2 separate regions of the Xenopus laevis genome follow, and region 2 is linked to region 1. Evidence: chromatin contacts called from public Hi-C data. All regions are on one chromosome and are shown on one strand. The core of a region is the stretch at or near the end of the contact, and the rest is flanking DNA. Distances in the headings are between cores, read along the strand shown.

Region 1 (5,302 bases), core at 1,118-3,617:
CGGTATGTCACAGACCAGCCTAAAGGGGAACCTCCAGACAGGTATGATTACACGACACCTTCTCACTTACATGCAACCACCTACCTATCCTGGTACTAACCAGGTCACAATGGACTTGAAAAGTTTAACGACCGCCCAGAAGGCTTCAGAGCCTGGCAATCCTCCTTTCAAAACACTATCAAAGGCTTAGACCTTTCATACAGCGAGGAAATAGACCTCCTAATCAAATACCTAGGTACCGAGTCTGCAGAGCATGCCAAACGAATCAGGGTGATCAACATAAACCACCCAGAGAACGGTCTTAGAATGATCTGGCACAGACTTAATGAGTGCTACGGCTCAGCAGAGGTAGTAGAAAATGCACTTTTCAAAAGAATTGATGATTTCCCTAAAATATCTAATAAAGGTAACCAAAAATTTAGGGAACTTAGTGACTTGTTAATGGAACTACAGGTAGCCAAAGCAGAAGGGGACTTGCTGGGGCTTGCATTCCTTGACACAGCCAGAGGTGTTAACCTCATAGTGCTAATGGGGCACCAGTCACTATATGTAGTACATTTTAGAGTGGCCCTGATAAATGTAAACTGTCTCCTGCTCTATTCTGCCTTCCTTAGCTCCCTGTGTGTGTCATAATCTTGACCTGTCCTACTTTGCCTGTGTGTGTCATACTCTGTCTACCATATGCTCCCTTTGTGTGCCATACTCTACCTGTGTGTGTCCTGCTCTGCTTGTGGAACATAAGCCTTGTATTTGTTGTGGGGGTTTGTTAGCATTGGAAAACTATTGTTAGGGGGCCCTAAGGTGTTTAATCATGTGCTGGGGGGTGCTCAGTTATCCACAGGGAAGGAGGCATATGGATTTAAATGAGTGACTAGATTTGTAACATAATAGCCAGAACACTACTTCCTGCTTTTCAGCTCTCTAACTCTGAGTTAGTCAGTGACTATAAGGGGGCCACATGGGATATAACTGTTCAGTGAGTTTCCAATTGATCCTCGGCATTCAGCTCAGATTCAAAAGCAACAGTTATGTCCCTTGTGACCCCCATCAAGTCACTGATCGGTTACTGTCTGGTAACCAATCAGTGGAAACCAAGAGAGCTGAAAAGCAGGAAGTAGTGTTCTGGCTTTTATGTTAGACATTTTTGGCTAACTATATTAGAAACATTTATTTATTATTTTGTACAGCCTCTTTGCCCAGTTTTTATTTTTACACAGAACAATTCCTTTAATATGACAACTTTTTTCACATATGAGTAATAAGTGATATCCCTGCAGTGAGCACCAATCATTTGTTTTTTTGGTGTGCTACCACCGTAAATGTGGACATGGTCTTGTGGTAACATGGGTGTGGTTTAAAGTGGGTGTGGTTTAAAAACAGGGAGTGGTCATCAATGGCTTCCATTATTGGCCCTCCACCATGTAGTCAGGAAAAATTTCCGGCCCTCTGTAGCACAGAAATTGGACAGCACTGTCAGGGCTGTCCAACTGGCGGCCCGCGGGCCACATGCGGCTCGTCACCCCACCCTCATGTGGCCCTCCACATCAAAGTCTTTCTGCTGTGTCTGTTTACCATATCTAAAATTTAAAAGGTATTACTACAGAGATTAACTGGCCCTTGCATTGTCTAAACCTCAAATTCAGACTAATCCCCCTGCATTGTTCACACCTGTGATCCCCCTGCATTGTTCACACTTGTATCACCTCTATTGTTCACTCCCCTAAAGCCCTGTACTGTTCACACCTGAGACCCAGACTGAAACTGCCCACATTATTCTTCTGTTCACACCTTATTCAAAATGCTAATGGAGCACCAGCACTGTATCACTGTATGTAGTACATATTAGACTGGCCCTGATTCCTGTCTCCTGCTCTGTTCTGCCTTCCCTATGCTCCCTGTGTGTGTCATACTTTGGTATTTGTTCTGGGGGTTTGTTAGAAATTGAAAATTATTGTTAGTGGCCCCTAAGGTGTTTAATCATATGCTGGGGTACTGTATTATACACAGGGGAGGAGGAGGCAAATGGATTTATGGTTATGTCTTAATATGACTTAACTTTTTTCACATATGAGTGGCATCCCTGCCAGGGCAGGCACAAGGTAGTTTGGCACCCTAGGCAAGAGCTTCACTCAGTGCCCCCCTGTCCTGCATTACCATTTCCCTCCTTACCATGATGGTTTTTAAATAAAGAGAGCAAGAAAATGTACAACACTTTTTCATTTATATTACTGCCCCCTGTACCTGTGCATATTCATGGCTCTTATGTATTATATGTGAATATAATGCATTTTATATTGTTACTGGCTCTATAATAGAGGCTCTTAATTGCCTTGTTTTGAAAAAAAACTGTGTCACACTGAGAGGGACCAGAAATAAGAGATAATCTCTCTAGGTTTAGAAGGGAAAGATCTAAAACCCTTGTGCCATTCTGAATAAATGGACTTGTTAACACAAATGTAACATTCTGTCTCTATGCAAGCATGTTTAAAGCAGATTTAACATAAAATAGAAAAATGATTGCTGACAGAGTACATTATACTTTTCCTTAGTTTGGCCATGTATAGTTTCACTCTGAAGAGCTTTCAAAAGTTCTCCCAAAAAGCTTTCCACTGAGGTGTCAGATAAGAAAGTTTTAGGATCAGCACAAAATGAAGTCACCTTCTGGTTCCAGCTGGCACTATTCCTCATGGTATGGGCAATAACAGGAAATTATATTTACTCACTCAAATTTCTGTTTCCTGATAGCCTTCATGGCAACATTAACCAATGGGTTAAGGTCCCCATAGTCACAAAGATTTTTCTTTGGTGAATGACCGATTTTAGCTAAATCCGACCAATCCATCAAATTATCGTAAAGTTAGTGGGAATCGAACGATTGCAGATTTTTCGTCCGACATCTATCAGAAAATTAATCGGCCATGTTAATAAAAAATTATCACTCCCAGTGCAATCTATCTATGTTTGTAGGGCCAAGCACAATAACGAAAATATCTTTTAAAAATCTTTACATCTATGGCCAGCTTAAACTTTCCTCCAGGCCAATGGACAGGACTTCCCCCCAAGAAGTTAAAAGGCAGCCCCTCCAGGCTTGTCTACATAGGGTGGGAATTCTCTCACTAGAGTATTATAAAATCTTTGGACTAAGGGGTCCACAGCCCAACTCTTTCCTGTTAATGCTGACACCACTGACACTTGCATTTAAGCATATTCAACTGAAGACGTTTCTTATATCCCGAGAAAAGAGAGGCTGTTGTACAGTTGGGGTTCTGACCCCCAGCAAGTGCAAACTGAACAAATTTTAACCAGATCTTATAGTATTGCATTGAGGTTGAACATTTCCTTGACTTCAGAAGAAACCTAATAATATCTTCCTTCAAATTCAGCTTCCTAAGCCTCTTCCTTTCAAAAGTCTCCATGCCATCAAGGCAGGCGATTCCCCTCTTGGCACTGAAACATTCCCTGGGATGACCACCCTGGAAACTTCTGAATTCTCCTGGGTTCCACCAAGGTTAACTTGCGAAGCAACGGAAAGCACGGCTTTCTTGGCCAAAAGGGAATCACTACTAATGCTTCCAGATCTTCCTTCCTCAGGACCTCCAAATGAGAGGAATTAGGGGAAAACGTAAATTAACCCCACGGACCAATCTTGTCTCAGGCCATCTAGAGCCACTGCCTCCTTTCATAGATATCTTGAGAAGAACCTTTGACACTTTCTGTTTTTAACTGATGCCATTGCATCCACATCTGGTAGCCCCCATGAGTTTCCTAGGTCTGTAATAGTGACTCGACTTAAATAGTTTGCTTTCTGATTTTCTGTTCTTTGCAGATGAACCATTGTTATATTTTCTAGACATAACTCTGCCCACTGGTAAAAATGTTCTGCTTCTTCGAACAACACCATACTGCTAGTGCCTCCCTGTTGTACTTAAGCAACTGCTGTAATGTTTTTTCGACATCACCTTTTTGCTTCTTCCCTTCAATAAGTCCACAAACGTGAATAGGGCTTCCTTTATTGCCTTCAGTTTAAGGATATTCAATGACAACTTCTTCATCTCCTAGGGACCCTGGTCGAACTGTTCTCGAAAGCGAGCTCCCCAACTGGAACCTGACACATCAGTTGTCTGGATTATCCATTCTGGTTTTCTAAATACATACCTCTTCCTAGATTTTCTTGAACGCACCACCATTTTAACTAGCTCCTGGGGCAACATAATTTTCCTGTGCAACTTTAGCTGTGGATTCCTCACCTTCCTTAATAAGACGTTCTGCAGGTACCTTGAATGCCATCTCACCCATTTTACCAACTAAATTGTTGAGGACATAAAGCTCAAAATCTTTAGGCAATGGACAACTGTCACGACTGACTGGCTTTTCAAAACCTTCATAGCCTGAACAATCTTCTGTTGTTTCTCAGATGGAAGGCTGACCAAGTTCTCTCTTTTTTTGAAAATATATGCCGAGAATAAAAGGGACATTGACGGGCACGAATTGCTTTTTTCTACGTGGACGATCCATCCTTGGATTTGAAGAAATTTTAAAATCTTGTGTGATGTTCGGCTTTTTCTTCTGATCTTGCAGTCACTAGGATGTCGTCTAAGTAATAAAACACAGCTATTTCCTCCATCCTTAGCTCGGCTATAAGAGCGACCAGAATATTGGTGAATACTCTCAGAGACACTTGGGGGCACATTTACTATTGGTCAAATATTGAAGTCTAAGGATTTACCGAAATCTGAAGAACGAACGATTCGAAGGATTTTAATCCATCGATCGAACGATTTTCCTTCGATCAGAAATTACTTAGAAAACCTATGGGGACCTTCCCCATAGGCTTACATTGGTGCTGATGCAAACTCCACACAAAAACTGTTTTGAATTGTGTCCTATACCCAGCAATCCTGCATATTTAATCTGCCTCCAATCAGGTCTGAGCGAAGACCGAAAGGTGGTTCTATTTGAAGGTGCACTGGGAATAAAAGATAACCTTCACTGTATATGATAGTAATGTTGATACAGGGACTGGTCTGATATTTTGGAATAAAAACAATTTCCAAGCCTCTGTACTCAATATATTTGCCATATATGATTATGTGATTAGTGTGGTAGTTGTAGCTGGAGCATTACATTTGTTGGTCCTCCAGCATTCCAGGCAAAGAACAGAGAATGTTAAAGGAAAACGATACCCCCCAAACAATGTAGGTCTTTATAAAAAGATATTGCATAACACAGCTCATATGTAAAACCCTGCTTCATGTAAACAAACCATTTTCATAATAATATACTTTTTAGTAGTATGTGCCAT
Region 2 (5,302 bases), core at 1,340-3,839, 150 kb before region 1:
CAATGAATCCAGAACTATACCAGAGAATACTAAAGGAAAATGTCAAGACATCTGACTTTGAACTGAATCTCAAGAGACAGTGGGTCATGCAGCAAGACAATGATCCTAAACACACAAGTCATTCTACCAAAGCATGGTAAAAGAAAAATAAAATCAGTGTTGTGGACCTAAAGCTAGCGGTTCACGTGAGGAAACCCACCAACATCCAAGAGCTGAAGTCTGTTCTGTATGGGCCAAAATTCCTCTGAGACAATGTGCAAGGCTGATCAACAGTTACTGCATACGTTTAGTTGCAGTTGTTGCTGCACAAGGGGACACACCAAATACTGAGTGAAAGTAAGTGAATATTTTGCCACACGCAGATATGTTATTGAATAATTTTTTTTAGGGATGCACCGAATCCACTATTTTGGATTCGGGTGAACCACCGAATCCTTTGTGAAAGATTCGGCCGAATACCGAACCGAATACGAACCCTACTTTGCATATGCAAATTAGATGTTGGAAGGGGAAAAACATTTTACTTCCTTATTTTGTGTCCAAAAGTCATATGCAAATTCCTTATTTTGTGTCCAAAAGGCATATGCAAATTCAGATTCGGTTCGGCCAGGCAGAAGGATTCGGCCGAATCCGAATGCTGCTGAAAAAGGCTGAATCTTGTCCGAATCCCGAACCGAATCCTGGATTCAGTGCATCCCTAATTTTTTTTCAATACTAAATACATAAGCAAATATAGTAATTTTTGTTTTATTTGCTTAACTAGGTATTCTTCATCTACTTTTAGGACTTGTTTGAAAATCAGTTGGTGTTTTTCATCACATTCATATAAAACTATAGACAATTTTAAAGGATTCACAAACTTTCAAGCATGACTGTAATTACATCATCCAGACAGTGCTGGGTGCCCTGCCTTATTGTAGGTGATAGGGACAGGGCCTGCCAACACTGCTTTCTGAACTTGCACTGGATTTGAATTTGGTACAAGATGCAGAGCACAGAAAGGCCACAGATGCAAGTGTTTATTCATTGAGGGCAAAGGGGCATGGTTCTGCTTCCCTAAGTGCTCGATTACTTGTATCCAGGGGGGCTTTATAAGTTACCCCTTATGTCTTCCTTGTGTTGTTTATTAGCTACAAAATATGTACTGTGTCAAAAAAAACATGTATATGTCTATTCTAGGGATGCACCAAATCCGGGATACGGCCTTTTTCAGCAATTCCTTCTGCCCGGCCGAACCGAATCCTAATTTGCCTATGCAAATCGGGTGACTTTTTGTCACAAAACAAGAAAGTAAAAAATGTTTTCTCCTTCCCATCCCTAATTTGGATATGCAAGTTAGGATTTGGATTCAGTTCAGTATTCGTCCGAATCTTTCGCAGAAGGATTCGGGGGTTTGGCCGAATCCAAAATAGTGGATTTGGTGCATCCCTTGTCTATTCATCTAAAGGTAAACTGATGTATAAACTGAATACAAAACTGTTCTTTTTTTGATGTGCATAAATTTCATTTACAGTAATTTTCCATGAAGGCATTTCGGTGCAGCTTTACTTAATGGAAACATATATGCAACTCCCAGCAGTAAATTAGCAACACCTAGACCTAGAGGCACATTTAAATTGAAATTTATTATATAAATCGAATGTTTTAAACTCGGTTGAATAGGATCGCCCCGAAAACTCGAATCAAATTCAAATCGAATTTTTGAAACTCGATAACTTGAATGTCAGGTAGGCTGCTAACAACTCCAAATTGATCCCTGGCTATCTCTTTTTGACTTAAACAGCAATTTGGCAGGTTTAGGGTGGCAAATAGTCAAATTTGAGTTGTTAAAGGGCCAGAGTATGATAAAACTTGAAAATCAAATTTCGAATTTTTTGAAAAACGTTTTTTTGACCATAAAAAAACTCGAAAATTCTAATTTACAATTCGACCCTTGATAAATCTACCCTCTTTTATTGCAACATAAATTTCTCAGACTGTATTTGGACAGATCAACTGCTTTTGTCTTTTCAATTTTCTTTTTCTTTTACAAAGTTTACACAGTGAAGGAACATAAGGAACATAAGTGAGAGGTTTTGTCTGTTAGATAACAGGGTCAAGGGTTTCATCAGAAATCTTGGAGCCCCACACTACCCCTTAAAGGTGGCCTCAGTTTTTAATCCACTGCTCCCATCTGGGCAGTAGATCTTGCCAAATAAGCACAATAGTACTCCAATAACAAAATATGGTCATTTATATTCCCTGTCTAGTCGCTACCTATTACATAAGACTACAATCCACCCACTCCCCATTTTACAAATCAAATCTTCACATCTCTTGTGCACCCCTCTGCCATGGGGCCCCTGATGGTGGCCTACAAGGGTGTTACTCTGGTCACTCAATAAGATATTGCTATGGGATCTGCTTTAACCCTTTAAAACAATTCATTTTTGCTGTCATTACATTTTCATTTGGTGCTGCATGCTTGCCATGAACCAAGAAATATAAAAAACAATGTATTAGCATGTACATGCTGTTTAAATATTCTGATATATATTATAGAATTGTTTTTGCCAATGTTGCATAGAAATTCGCATTCAATATAATTTCAGAAAAGTTTTGGAACAGAGCTGCAAAGATCTTAAGCACCAAATAGAAATTCTTCTAGACAAAGAGACAGTATTAACACAGAATAATTCTGCCCTTCAGCATAAAATTCATCAACAAGAATCTCAGCTACGTACCTTGGACGATGTACAAAATGTGTCCGCAAAGGAGGTCAGTTAAGCATAAACTGTGTCTCATTTTGTTTGGTTGTTTATCAAGTTGCCATGTGGTGAAAGGTCCCAAAATGAAAGAAATGATCTCTATGCAACTTTTATATAAAACAAAGGTTTAAACAAGGTTTATGACTGCCGAGACCAATGTGGCCTTTTTAATATAATTAAAAATTGCATTAATTGTACACTGCTACTAGTTGTGTGCAAGACATGAGATACAGAATACATCGCAGACATTTAGTCATATGTATACTTGACTTCTCTGACTTCATCAGTCTAGATTTTACTGTATTGTTGACCAGCAGTCTGCCCTACTGTAGTGCGGGCAGAGGATTTTCAGTTTAATAAGCTCTATTCGATCATACAGGTATGGGATTCGTTATCCGGAAACCAGTTATCCAGAAAGCTCAGAATTACAGATAGGTTGTCTCCCATAGACTCTATTATAACCTATAATTGTTACATCAGTGTTTAGTCCCTCTTTTCCTGCAAGGATTTCAAATGATGCAGAAAGAGAAGGACTGTTAAACAACTGGATTTCAGCATAGAAAATGGCATTTATTTATACTTTTTGAAGAAACAGCTAACTGTGATGGGTATATTAGGGGAAACACACGGATTGGTATCCCTGTGTGTATATGTAAATATATTGGATCCTTATTTAACCCAACTATAGGTGGAGGTCTGACCGGGTCAGATGAAAAAGTATTAATATAGTTTAAGAAAAAAGAAACCCCACCAAATAGAAGTTTCTATACCTATACCAAGTCAAATTGAACCATGAATTGCAAAATCAGGCTGATTAATGATAATAATAATTCATTAATAAAGGTGCTAGTTAATAAATTAAGTAAAGTGCTAGTGCAAATAAATAAAGTGAAATTAATCAGTACCAAGGGCTGATAACAAAATTAATTATTTCTAAGTCCAATGGGTGTATTACCCCACCAATAGATTCCAATAGCACCCCTTAATAAGTAAATTCATTCATTAATTCATATAGAGTGTGATTGAACAAGATAAATATAGTAAATTAATATTGCAATAAATTACACCAATAAAGTGCGGTGCAATAAATAGGTTAAAAAATGAGACTTGGTAATTAATTAGATGGTTAAAAAGGAGTTGATAAAAAGATGGCCAAAATTCGGAATGGGTTAAAAGGTTATTCGGTCATATTCCAAGATTAGAGTTGAGAGAAATTGGAAAATATAGTAGGTGGAGTTGTCCCAAAAACTAACTGCCTATTTTGTTTCTAAAGCCTGGGACACCACAAAGTCAAGGCAGGACAGGGTAACCGGAGCTGTGGCCTTGTAATTTAACTTGCCCTAACAATTAAAAGAGGCTAAATAGCCCTAAAAAACCACAAACTCACGGCCCCTTAGAATGGAAGGAAGATAAAAGAGGTGGTATAGTAAAGTATTTAGACCAAAATTCCTGCCCCTATAAAGATATCCAGTATATTCCCCTAATGGAATTGTTGTTTCAGGATCAGATTTGTTAAGATAAGGAGATCAATTTTCAAGAGAACGCCGACGCGCGTTTCGCTTAGAAGCTTTGTCAAGGCGAAAGTCTTGTTCAATCACAATCTATATGAATTAATGAATGAATTTACTTATTAAGGGGTGCTATTGGAATCTATTGGTGGGGTAATACACCCATTGGACTTAGAAATAATTAATTTTGTTATCAGCCCTTGGTACTGATTAATTTCACTTTATTTATTTGCACTAGCACTTTACTTAATTTATTAACTAGCACCTTTATTAATGAATTATTATTATCATTAATCAGCCTGATTTTGCAATTCATGGTTCAATTTGACTTGGTATGGGTATATTAGGGGTTTCTGTGTTATGTGGGCCTCTTTATCAAATTTTGGTTTGGAAGTCGGAATTCCCATTTAATGTTTACATGATTCTCTAGTAGACTTAAGGTATGAAGATCTAAATTACATAAAGATATGATATCTGGAAAACCCGGTCCCTAACATTCTGGATAACAGGTCCCATACCTGTAACTGTGTAGCGAGGAGTTGGTGGAATGGGTACAATAAAGACACCAGGCTACAAATAAACTTAGTATGTTTTTTTTTAAATTGTAATGCTTGGGATTTCATAAAGAATTAAGATGGCCATACATTAGATCAGTGCTGTCCAACTTCTGTGCTACCAAGGGCCGGATTTTTTTCTGGTCTACATGGTGGAAGGCCAATAATGAAGCCAGTGTTAGCCACTCCCTGTTTTAGACCACACCCACTTTAAACCACACCCATGTTATCACAAAACCATGTCCACATTAATAGCACACCAAAAAACCAAATGGTTGGTGCTCACTGCAGGGATATCACACATATGTGAAAAAAAGTTAAGTCATATTAAGACGTACCCTTATTCCATATGTCTCCTCTTCCCCTGTGGATAACACAGTACCCCCCAGCACATGATTAAACACCATAGGGGCCCCTAACAATAATTTTCAAATGCTAACAAACTCCCAGAACAAATTCCAGGCTTATGTTTCACAGGCAGAGCAGGGCACAC

Evidence for each region. Hi-C and Micro-C count contacts between places; a contact is called where the count stands out from the background.
Region 2: a Hi-C map of the XL177 cell line shows a contact between it and region 1, with 3 times the contacts expected there. The contact joins the promoter of LOC108697662 here to the enhancer-like site in region 1. A contact is called at or near these places in 2 of 4 Hi-C or Micro-C datasets (the XL177 cell line and the XTC cell line).

The regions. Positions count from the first base shown.
Region 1 is chr7S:82,609,551-82,614,852 of Xenopus_laevis_v10.1, reverse strand. No RefSeq gene overlaps it. Among protein-coding and RNA genes, the nearest start is that of cdc42.S, 4.1 kb to the right of the region's middle. Within about 2 kb of position 2,367, at least 1 of the 7 cell types and tissues checked has an H3K27ac peak or open chromatin away from gene starts, as enhancers often do.
Region 2 is chr7S:82,762,625-82,767,926 of Xenopus_laevis_v10.1, reverse strand. LOC108697662 (peptidyl-prolyl cis-trans isomerase H-like) reads left to right here and starts at 2,589. Exons shown (of 7, transcript XR_005963074.1): 1 at 2,589-2,757.